Linked DNA regions of Sus scrofa: region 2 is linked to region 1. Evidence: chromatin contacts called from public Hi-C data. All regions are on one chromosome and are shown on one strand. Each heading gives the region's core, a stretch centred on a gene start, on an enhancer-like site or on the middle of the called end of the contact. The rest is flanking DNA. Distances are from core to core; before and after follow the strand shown. Region 1 overlaps LEPR (leptin receptor). Region 2 has its middle 36 kb from the start of LEPR.

Evidence for each region. A called contact is a pair of places that touch in the nucleus more often than the background predicts.
Region 2: a Hi-C map of liver shows a contact between it and region 1, with 5 times the contacts expected there. The contact joins two enhancer-like sites. A contact is called at or near these places in 1 of 5 promoter capture datasets (liver) and 3 of 47 Hi-C or Micro-C datasets (all in liver).

Annotation. Positions count from the first base shown.
Region 1 is chr6:146,804,152-146,809,763 of Sscrofa11.1, reverse strand. It overlaps LEPR (leptin receptor), which reads left to right. Exons shown (of 18, transcript NM_001024587.1): 18 at 5,164-5,612. Among named protein-coding and RNA genes, the nearest start is that of LEPR, 60 kb to the left of the region's middle. Within about 2 kb of position 2,698, at least 2 of the 83 cell types and tissues checked have an H3K27ac peak or open chromatin away from gene starts, as enhancers often do. A contact at or near this core is called in liver, where this site is marked.
Region 2 is chr6:146,899,686-146,905,921 of Sscrofa11.1, reverse strand. No RefSeq gene overlaps it. Among named protein-coding and RNA genes, the nearest start is that of LEPR, 36 kb to the right of the region's middle. Within about 2 kb of position 4,326, at least 1 of the 83 cell types and tissues checked has an H3K27ac peak or open chromatin away from gene starts, as enhancers often do. A contact at or near this core is called in liver, where this site is marked.

The sequences.
Region 1 (5,612 bases), core at 1,449-3,948:
AGAGTAGTTCTAATATGAAGGCTCTTCCATACACAGCAAAGGGGTAGAAGAGATTCCATATGTAGGGTTTCCAGTTTTCAGCCCAAGATCTCTTTTCTTCCTGTGGTTTCACTTGTAGTTTCTTCACACACACACACACACATACACACACACCCCATTGTATTCAACAACACACCCTGGCTTTCCCTCCAGCTACAGCCCACTCTGAATATATTCTTTGGTCATCTCCTTTGGTCTCCACTCTACCATTTGTTTTCCATCTTTTAGAAATTCAAAATCCCATTCCCTTTCAACCTTCTCAGATTCTCTTCTTTGTCATGGGTATATATTTGATTTATTCACATACTTTCATTCTAACTGTCTCTGCAGAGATAAGAAAGAAATATAGATGCTCAAACTGTCATCTTGAACCAGAATATTTCTCTACACCATTTCTCTTTGTAATTTAAAAATAAGAATGTTTAAAAAGTTTTTAAACAGCATAAAAATAAAAATTTTAAACAAAGGTTGAATTCTTGTCATGGGAAAATGTTATTGCAATGACTCAAGAACCTTGCTTTTCTTCTAACTCAAATCTCACAGTGTTTAAAAGTCTAGCCAATTAGTTTTTTTTTTTTTACCTTTTTCTTCAGCATTTTTGTATAATCTATTATTTTCTTCCTCTAAATCCAAACCATCTATTATACAGGGGGTCTGACCCTGCTTCTTTGCTGTCTACATTCTATTTCTACAAGCATGTACTCAACTTAACAACCTGCCTTAAGGGTGTTAAATCTAAACCCAAATGGATTTTTTTTCTTGTGATTCAAAGACTATGCTAGAGTCCTCACCCTAGTTCTCCAAAGAAGCCGATGAGCAACCAAAGCTCCCAGAACACCATCCTCATGGATCCTAAGCAGAGCATCCCTGAAATTGCTAGAATGGCTTGCAGAAGCATGAAAGAGCTGATGCAGTTTTGAGTTAGAAGTTCTGTTGAGAAATGCACATGACTGGGCTTGGAAGTGTGTATTTCAGTCCCCTAAAATATGACTTCTTGTTCTTAATATCTATATATGTGCCCTTGGAATTATAAGGAGCCAGAAGAAAGGATAAATTCATCAACTCAAAGCTATCACAACAAATAGAAAAAGCAAAACAACATGATTCTCCTGCCTACTTGTGTTTGGGATGTCGTCTCATCTTCCATTGTGTTCTAGAATGTTGAAGGAGGACCAAAAAAGTTAGGGTCCTCCCTCTGCTATCATTAACTGTGCAGCTTTAAGCATTGATTACGTTGTCTATACAAAGGGAGCCATGTGAGCTTGACAGTTTTTTTCTTTTTCTGAACGGAAAAAAATCATGATAAATGTTCTGTCATTCTACTCCTCTTCACTATTTCAGCTCTTTTTTAATTTTTAAATGTTTGTCTTCAGAGCTCTACTCTTTTACTCTTTCTTGTTCCGAACTCTCTAATACTGCTGTTGCTCCTCCACTTCTTTTTTATTTTTCCAGCACTTTGTTCTTCTCTCCTTTTACTTATCCTGTTAGTCCTCTATAGTTTTTCCTTTTCTAGGATCCTTAAGGTTGTTCTTAGGGTGATGTTAAGGAGTGCATTAAGGAAATGGAAGAGGCCCCCTAGGTTCAAAATTTTATCTTTTCCTAAAAACATGCATAGGTATAGTATAACACAGGAATTTATTATAATCAAGCACCCCTGTCTGACAGAACAGCTTTTTGAAATCTTTTATCTTTTGCTTTCTGAGTGATTTTTTTTTTTATTTTGCTTTCTTATTTTGTTTTATTTTATCTGAACAGAGAACGGACATTCTTTGAAGTCTAATCATGATCACTGCAGATGAATCCAATCTACCAACTTGCCATCATTCTATAGAGTATTAGAAGATTTTTACATTTCGAAGAAGGGGAGACAATGTAAACAAATTTGGTGGGATTCTTGAGAACTAAAATGTGGTGGATTATGTTGATTTAGAACTTAAAATAGATGGGTGAATTTGAGGTCCAAACTATAGGTCTGAATCCAATTCAGTTTGGATGTATGATTACTTTTCAAGTCATCTGAAGTCTAAATAGTAATATTTAGGAGATCTGGCTTTTGCTTTGTCATTTGCCTGGTCATGAAACATTAAAAATTATAACTGTTGCTCTTACCACATATCTATTAGATATCATCAAACATCTAACAGACAATGTTCTAACTGGATGAGAACGGCAACTTCTGACACATTGCAAGTACAATGGCTCTAAATATAGAACGCAGTAAAAGTGTTTATGTTTTATGTCCAAAATTTTCCACTTTATATTCTTTTATGTACACTTTAGCCTATAAACTGACTGATTTGAGTATTCTTTTGAATGTCTTGTAGCTTTTATATATTTCTAATTTTGATTATTATAGGAATTTTTGTTTTTGATAGCCTTGAAAATGACTTAAGTCCTGATGTCCATTTCAGTTTAAAGAAAGCCGGAAGTTACTGTTTGTTCTGGTCAAAGGCCAGTAGAAGTTACAGTTCATATCAGGATGACCTGACATATGCCAGTCAGATTGACCAGATCAGAAAATACATCAGCCTCCAATATAGCCTCCTTGTGAAATTTTTGACCAGATTTACTCTGAACCACCCAAAGTTTCTGGCAGGCAGGGAAATGGGCAGTGATGCAAAAACGGAGACTCTCTGGAGCTTTTAGAAATAGTTCATGGCAAACACAGGACTTTACTCCCTGAGCAAAAGGCCACCTGCTGTTTCTGTGAACTTGTGTGTTATGTTGCTCACATTCAAAATAAACCAAAGCCTCTGTTTGATGAACCCATATGATAGTCAAATTTAGGCTATGGAATGGAGTACTTACATTTAGATTTCATGCATAGTTTGACTCGAATGTTTAAAAAAACAACTAAAAATCAGGAAGAATGTGCCTTCCCCCCCTTCATTGACTTTTAATAGATGTCATTGGAATGTAAAATCTAAGTGTGAAAAATATGAAAGGATATTCTTTAATTCCTGTCAGCTGAATACATATTTAATATGCTTCCAGACTGTTCTAAAATAGTTGAAACTTAGAGGCATATAGTGGCTGAAATGATTTTTTAATAAATATACTTTTAAAAGTTTGTGACCCACTGATAAAATATGCCTTGATATAATATAGACGTATGACTTCTTATTAATTATTAGTGAAATCTCTCATCAAGTGCATTTGAAGACATGCACATTATTTGGCATCAGTGATCAGTTGACAATTATGAAGTTTTAAAGGGCATGAAATATACCAAATGTCATTTGAAGAACATGTGTTCGACTGCATGCTATGGTCTCTCTGTGTGTATTTTTTTAATTTTCATATTGAAAGCATGCAATTCCTTTATATGGAGATCTTAATTTCTAGGTTCATTAAATTTTAAGAAATTTAATACACAATAGTAGTAACATTTAAAAAAACCAAAATGATAGATTGATGCCAGTTGACTAGGGTATTTAGCTGTTGACTAAAGGTTTCGTGGGTATGTAATCCCACCAATCTAGCCAAAAAAAAAAAAAAATCAAGAAAATATTTGAAAGAACTTATAAATCTAATTATAGATTTCTGTCAGAAAGAAAATAGGCACAGGGACACTTTTCGTATATTTTGTCCATAGAATAATAGAAGAGGTTGTGTTAATAAAGTGTTTGTTATTATGCAGTATTTTAATATCTGTACAAGTCTATTCCATTATAAAGCATCTGGCATATTTATTCCTTTATGATTATAATCACCACTATATTTCATTTAAGAGTTCAAAGCTGTGTTAAGTGAATTGTGTTTTTATGTGGAATATATTTGCCATTATGAAGAATAGTTGGTTATATTGTTATTTCAAACAATTAATTAGAATTTATTCTGTCAGTTTAAAATCATAAAATTCAAAAATTTAATTCTATGTATAACATATAAATAGAAATTTCTAATGCACGTCATTCAGTTGTGTTAATTTTTCAATGTGATGTGTCCACAGCATTCTTTATTTTGCATTTCTTTTTTCAATATGTTTACATTGTATGAGTTGAGCTTTTGCACACAAATTCTTGCCTTGTAGCTGCTTGGCAGGATTTTTCATTGTAATGTAACCACCTTTCTTATAAAAAAGTATGATGTGTATTTATTTTGTGTCTTTGTCTTCATTCCACATGTCATATAGTTTGTATTTTTATATGAAGTTATTTACAAGGAAAAGTCTTGAAAAGTTTGTGATCATCCCTTTCATTTTCATTGTTTTCAACAAATAGGTATTTAGTTCTTTTTTCCTGACAATCGTAAACAGGTTCTTAGTGTGACATAAGGCAGATAAGTCCTTAACAGTCAGTCACATATAGTTTACCTTCATATCATATGTCATGGAATAGTTATTTTAGCTATAGCTGTTTTGCTCATTTGATTTTATATCAATTCATTTTTTTTAATTTGAGGCTTAAAATTTCAGTTTGTGTGGGAGTTCCTATCATGGCTCAGCAGTTAACGAACCCGACTTGTAGCAATGAGGACGTGGGTTCGATCCCTGGCCTTGCTCAGTGGGTTAAGGATCTGGCGTTGCTGTGAGCTGTGGTGTAGGTCACAGACACGGCTCGGATCCTGTGTGGCTGTGGCTGTGGCATAGGCTGGCAGCTGCAGCTCCGATTCAACCCCTAGCCTGGGAACCTTCATGTGCCGCAGGTGTGGCCATAAAAATACAAAAAAAAAAATTCAGTTTGTGGAAGTATAATTTGCTTTATAGGAATATTAGGCATTCTTCCAAAGATAGTACTTTGTAATTACAGTAAACAATCTTTGTTGAGAGCTAATAAGCATTTTCAGACACCGTTTACTTTATTCCTTGCCGCATTGCCGTGGAGTAAATATTGAACACAGTTTTACAGGTGAAGGAACTGAAAGGCAGAGAGGTTAATGAACTTGTCCATGGTCACAGAAACAGAAGGATTCAAGGAGTCCACTTCCTCCCACTTTTACACACTATTCTACGGCCTCTCCCTTTTAATTTTTGGTATGTTTCTGTCCAAACCCAGTTGATTTGTGACGACTTGACTTATGTCTCTTGGTATTTTCACCCTTCCATTTCTTCAATTGATGTCATAGTGAAGCAAAATGATTTTTTAAACACACTTGAGCATTAAAATCTGTCTTTTCTTTTAGCCGGAAACATTTGAGCATCTTTTTATCAAGCACACAGAATCAGTGACATTTGGCCCTCTTCTTTTGGAGCCTGAAACCATTTCGGAAGATATCAGTGTTGATACATCATGGAAAAATAAGGATGAGATGGTGCCACCAACTACAGTCTCTCTACTCTTGACAACTCCGGATCTTGAAAAGAGTTCAATTTGTATTAGTGACCAACGCAGCAGTGCCCACTTCTCTGAGGCTGAGAGCATGGAGATAACTTGTGAGGATGAAAATAGAAGACAGCCCTCTATTAAATATGCCACCCTGCTCAGCAGCCCTAAATCAGGTGAAACTGAGCAAGAGCAAGAACTTGTAAGTAGCTTGGTCAGCAGATGCTTCTCTAGCAGCAATTCCCTACCGAAAGAGTCTTTCTCGAATAGCTCATGGGAGATAGAAACCCAGGCCTTTTTTATTTTATC
Region 2 (6,236 bases), core at 3,077-5,576, 95 kb before region 1:
TCTGGAAGGTTTAGCAAGAAGTTGAAAAGACTTTACCATGAATTGTGGAGTTTTGGTGATGGAGACTTAGAACTTCTAAATTCACAGACCCAGAAACATTTGTATTAGAACTATGCCAAATCTTTCTTATAAATAATTACAAAAGCTCATTTATAGATGATTCCATCACTAAGCAACACGCATTGGACATTTGTGTTTATTAGTGTCTTAAAAGGAATGTTTCATAAGGTCAAGTACAGTCAACTTATAATTGAAACAAAATCTCTGAAGTGCCCCAGGCTTGGGCAAGGTAGAGGAACGTGGTATATATATTTATCACAATTCATTCTCCTTGACTTTAATATTATTCTCTGTCGGGAATGTCATATTTTTCTTTGTTGTGTCTCACCACATCTAATTTCAACTGCAAAGGCATTAACATGTAATTGGTGTTTTTGGTTTTGTTTTGTTTTTGTCTATTTAAAAACACTTTTTAAAAATTCTCATTACTCCTTTTCATTTAGCATAAGAAAAGACACAAGGCAATCTTTTAAAATTCATTCTTTTCTTTATGTACTCTTAAAAGAGAAATTTAGAAGGGTCAAACATCTGTCATAGAAAGGAATTTTTTAAAAATATAGTTACAATTTAAACATAAGCTATTGTGTACAGAGCATGAGAGAAGAATTGGTAAACTCGAGAATTTTCTTTCTATTCAAACACAAGCCATTGTCTACAGAGCATGAGAGAAGAATTGGTAAACGCAGGAATTTTCTTTCTCTTTACATTTCTACTGCTGAAATAAATTAATAGAAACTTTAAACCGTGACATCTTTTCTCCTTTATCTTGTGGTAAAGACCAATTGATGAAAAGCCTAGGAATCGTCAGTAACTATACTTCCTATTGTGTGGAGAGATGTAGTCAGTAAGAGGGGATGGAGCTACCCGTGCTGAGAAGCAGAGATGGAGAAGTTCACTGGTGGTTTTGGAGTTCTTTTTTTGTTGTTATAGCTACACCTGCAGCACATGGAAGTTCCCAGGCCATGGGGGGAATCAAAGCTGTAGCTGCGGGCCTAAGTCACAGCCTGGTTTTTAATCCATTGAACGAGGCCAGGGATCAAGCCCACATCCTTATGGAGACTATGTTGGGTTCTTAACCTGCTGACCCACAACAGGTACTCCAAGGCTTTGGAGTTCTTGGAGACCAGCTGTAGGTCTGCTTTTCCTGTTATTTGGCTCAGGTAGAATTTGGTTCAATTCTACCTGATTCCATGTAATAAAAATTCCCCTTTTTGGCTAAGCTATTAGGTTGGGTTAGCTAATTAAGATTGAATTCACGTCACTAAAAAGATGGACTTAAGGAAAAGTCCTGAGGAAGCTTCCAGAATTGAAGGAAGAGTTAACTACAAGGCTCCAGGAAGGAGGGACCCAGAGCCGGGAGTTGGATACCATCAGGACTCACTGAAAAGAGAAACCTCTTTTGTGGTCTCTGTGGAGGAATAATTTGATAGATGACCTGGTATGTATTTTTCCCCAGGTCTTTCATTTCTTTACCCCGTAACCCTCTTCCATTCATGGGCATTTTTGTGCCCATTTGCCACAGAAGGAGATGTTCCAGTAGACTGTGTTTTTGTTGGTGCAATTTTTTGTGCTCAGTGCACAGTGAGGCCAAACAAACTGAAACATTGGAGTTTGGAACAGAGGAAGCTTTATGGCAGGGCCATGCATGGAGATGGCTGACTTGTGGCCTGTTGCGCCCCACCCCCGCCCGTCCCAAACCCCCCAAACCAAATTATAAAGCATTTTCATAAGCCAGGTGAGGGAGGAGGTTTGCAGGGTAAAGTGTTGAGTAGTTAATATCTTTCATTTGGTGGATGGGTGGGTGGGGGGGAATTTCACATTTGGAAAACAACTCTGGGAATGTGTATCAGATACTGTTATCTAGGTAAGTCAGAGAGGAGCTAAAGCCGAGGAGATGGAGGAGGGGAAGGCCCCAGGAAGGCCCCATAGGGTCCTGCTCCCTTATATTTTGAATATCAAAAATGGAGACCTGGAGCCAATGCAAGCTCTGAACACTAAGGGGACTCTCCCAGGGTGTGTGTGTGTGTGTGTGTGTGTGTGTGTGTGTGTGTGTGTGTGTGTGTATAGGGGGAGAAGACTGCCAAGAGGGAAGCAAGGAGAGCTAAGGCGGTGTAGTACCACTGAGAAAGAGGCCTGGCACCTACTAGATGACTCCATCACTAAGCAACACACAATGGCTGTTTGGTTCATTGTGTTTGTTGTTTTTTGGTTTTTTGCCTTTCTATATTTTTAGGGCTGCACCACAGCATATGAGACTTCCCAGGCTAGGGGTCGAATTGGAGCTGTAGGTACTGGTCTAGGGTATAGCCACAGCAACACCAGATCTGAGTCACATCTGTGACCTGTGCCACAGCTCATGGCCACACCAGATGCTTAACCCAATGAGTGAGGCTAGGGATCAACCCCACAACCTCATGGATACTGGTCAGGTTCTTAACCTGCTGAGCCACAAGAACTCCCTCTATTAGTGTTATACATTTATTTACTTTTTCTTTCTTTCTTTCTTTCTTTCTTTCTTTCTTTCTTTCTTTCTTTCTTTCTTTCTTTCTTTCTTTCTTCCTTTCTTCCTTCCTTCCTTCCTTCCTTCCTTCCTTCCTTCCTTCCTTCCTTCCTTTCTTTCTTTCTTTCTTTCTTTCTTTCTTTCTTTCTTTCTTTCTTTCTTTCTTTCTTTCTTTCTTTCTTTCTTTCTCTCTTTTTCCTTCCTTCCTTCCTTCTTTCTTTCTTTCTTTCAGGCCACATCTAAAGCCAATGGAAATTTCCAGGCTGGGGTCAAGTTGGAGCTGCAGCTGCTGGCCTACACCACAACCACAGTAATGTAGGATCAGAGCTGCATCTGCAACCTACACTGCAGCTTGTGACAACGCTGGATCCTTGACCCACTGAGCGAGACCAGGGATCGAACCCACATCCTCATGGATACTGGCTGGGTTCATGACCCTCTGAGCCACAACAGGAACTCCCTTTATTGGTGTTTTAAATTGTGCATGTTTCATCTTATCAAGTGCAGCCAATGTCTAATTAAGACAAAAATTTTGAAGTACCCTATGCAGTTTATATCAGAGGATTGAACCCTAGAGGCGAGTGGCAACAGACACTTCCAAAGAATCGAGGGGGAAACTCCAAGAGCTGAGAGAATCCCAGAGTAGAGAGAGCCAGTGTCCTTTAATCTAGATAGAGTGGAGAGAAGACCCGAGAGGTCTTGGCATGGCTTGGGAGCAGCATGGGACAATACATAGAGATGGCTGTGTTGGAGGAGTTCCTGTTGTGGCTCAGCAGTAATGATCCCAACTAGTATCCATGAGGATGCAGGTTTGATCCCTGGCCTTGCTCAGTGGGTTAGGGATTCGACATTGCCACAAGCTGCAGTGTAGATCACAGGCATGGCTGGGATTCCGCATTGCTGTGGCTGTGGTGTAGGCTGGTAGCTGTAGCTCTGATTTGACTCCCTAGCCTGGGAACTTCCATTTGCCTGTGGCCCTAAAAAGTAAAAAAAAAAAAAAAAGAAGAAGAAAAAGAAAGAAAAGGCTGTGTGATGAAGGCAGTCAAATCTAAAGCAGACTTGTAGAGCTCCAAGTTGACTCATTCAGGGTATAGGAGCAGTGGGATAATCCCTGAAAGTAGCACAGCTATGATTCTGGGCCTTGTAAAGCCTCACCCAGGTGCCCATAGCCCACAGTGGTGCTTGGTGAACACCTCTTAGTGTACTTCAGATAGGCATCAGGGGCAAGCAAGGAGAGTCATTGATCCTGAAGTGACCTTTGATGTGGATCCATACAGATCAACACCTGCCAAACAGACGGGATGAAGAGCCAGATGCCAAATTCAACAGATAACCTAGGATCAGAAGTTTGCATATCCTGGGCCCTGCTTTCCCTTGCCTCCCACAGTATCTCCTCTTAGAAGTTAGAAGCAATTTTAAGGAAAAGAAATTGGGACCTGGAATCCATTGACGTTTAGCTTCTATCAGTTGGTGAAACAGGATCTCACTAGAGAAATTAAGCTCACTGGCATAAGTAGAATTAAGACACATTTTCTCAACCTGCTTATGTGGCCTGAATTCAAAGCCTGTCTTTCTACTGCAGACAGTGTTTGTCCATGTGGCAGAGAACCTGACCGCTGGCAGCTCCCGCTCATCCTGCAGATTCACCATCTGAGGGGAAAAGCTCTTCATTACCTTTGACTCCTTCCCCCGGGACCCCATCCCAACTCTTGTTGGCAAAGCCTCAGAGAACAATGTTGACTGGCCCTCCTCTAGTTATGTTCCCACCCCATTGACCAGTTACAGAGCCAGGAGTGTTACATTCTAGGATAGATCCAACTTGGATGACATGCTATGTAGCCTCTGAAGCCAGGATGCTGTAACTGGCAGCCTCGACTGGATCCATGTGTCTCAAGTCAGGGAGGAGCAATTCCTCTGCCAAAAGGAAATACTTTGACCAGAAGAGGAGAAGGGGAGCTGGCTGATAAAATAATAAGTGTCCTCTATAATCTGTTTGTAATGGGTATCTATCTGGTAGGACGATGATAATAAAGGTTTCCTTAATGTGACATTGATATGACCAAGGCATATAACTTAAATAGTAGGACACACTGTTTTTTTTTTTTTTTTTTTTACAATCCATTAGTTCAAAACAAGAACCTGAGCTCTGAAAAGCAAACGAAAAATCCCACAACACGTCATCTTTTTGTTGTAAATCTGTAAACTTTGCAACAGCTTAACTATGAGATTTGGCTTATAGACCAACCAATAACCCTGGTGCTTTTTGCTTTCAAATCCCATTATACTCCTGCAGAGAATAAAATGCTTTGTGCTATGTGAAAATTGGTTTATAGCATGTGTATACCGATTATCAGAACTATCAGAAATATTGGCCTCTTTCCTTTAAGGTCCATAGGGACTTAAACCTGAAATGCATTTCTGTGAAAACTTCACTTCGCTGCATGATTCTGAAATAATTCTAGCCAACTGTTCATTCATGGCAGTCTTTCCGGGCAATTATCTAGGAGTGATTTCTCCACATTTATTGTCTTCAATTTTTATTGCATTCTTTGAGAGGCAAAGAAATAATTAATTTGGCTTTAGTATAAAATTTGTAGACTTTTGCAATTTCTCTTACACTCTGATGCCCAGGTCTGGTAAAGAGGTAAATAGACAATAAATAAGAAGATAGAGCATGAAGTACTGAAAAAATGTAAAAGATAAAATTTCTTGAGAAAAAGTCATATTTTAGTCCAGGCTCTGATACTCATTTTAAGCTTGGAGTGAAATAATTTTCATTCTTGGTACTGAATTGTAAACAAATACTCCAACTGATTTTCTTTTCAACTCTAAATAGTTTTTTGGTCACAGTTTGTATCGCATCGCTGCTGTGAGTTTCATTGATGTTATACAGCTTTTTATGTATTCAGAGTAATACAATTCTTTTATACTCATACTGGTAGCATTTTTTTAAAGTTTATTTATTTATTTATTTATTTGCTTTTTAGGGCCATACCCACGGCATATGGAGGTTCCCAGGCTAGGGGTCGAATCAGAACTATAGCTGCCAACCTATGCCACAGCCACAGCAACACAGGATCCTTAACCCAGTGAGTGAGGCCAGGGATTGAACCCGAAACCTCATGGTTCCTAGTCGGATTCGTTAACCACTGAGCCACGACGGGAACTCCTGATCATCATATTCTAACACACTGGCCTCCATGAGATGGTTCAGAGATGGGCCTGTGACCCAAGTAAGTAACTGAATGAGACTCATTTTGGTAGATATTAACATACTGGATGGTTGTTTATAATTGTAAGAACGGAAGAGTAGGAAGGAAACTCAAAGAGGGAAGAGGTGAAACAGGAGAGAGTGGAGTCATTGACATAATTGTTTGTAAAGAGTTTCAAGAAGTGATGCCTCCATATTATAAAAATTAATAGTTGAAACTATCAACCAAAATACTTGGACAAATACTTTATTCACTTTAAGTAACGATAACTTCAGTTATGATTGATTAGTCCCAGCAGGATTTGTATCTGTGTAAATAAGCAAATAATAAATAATAAGTAAAGTAAATAAGTAAATAATAAATAAGTATTTATTTTTTTAAAAAAGAGAATATAGATGGTCTCATTATTTTCTTTTTTCTTTCTTTTTCTTTTCCTTCCATACACACCTGTGGCATACATAAGT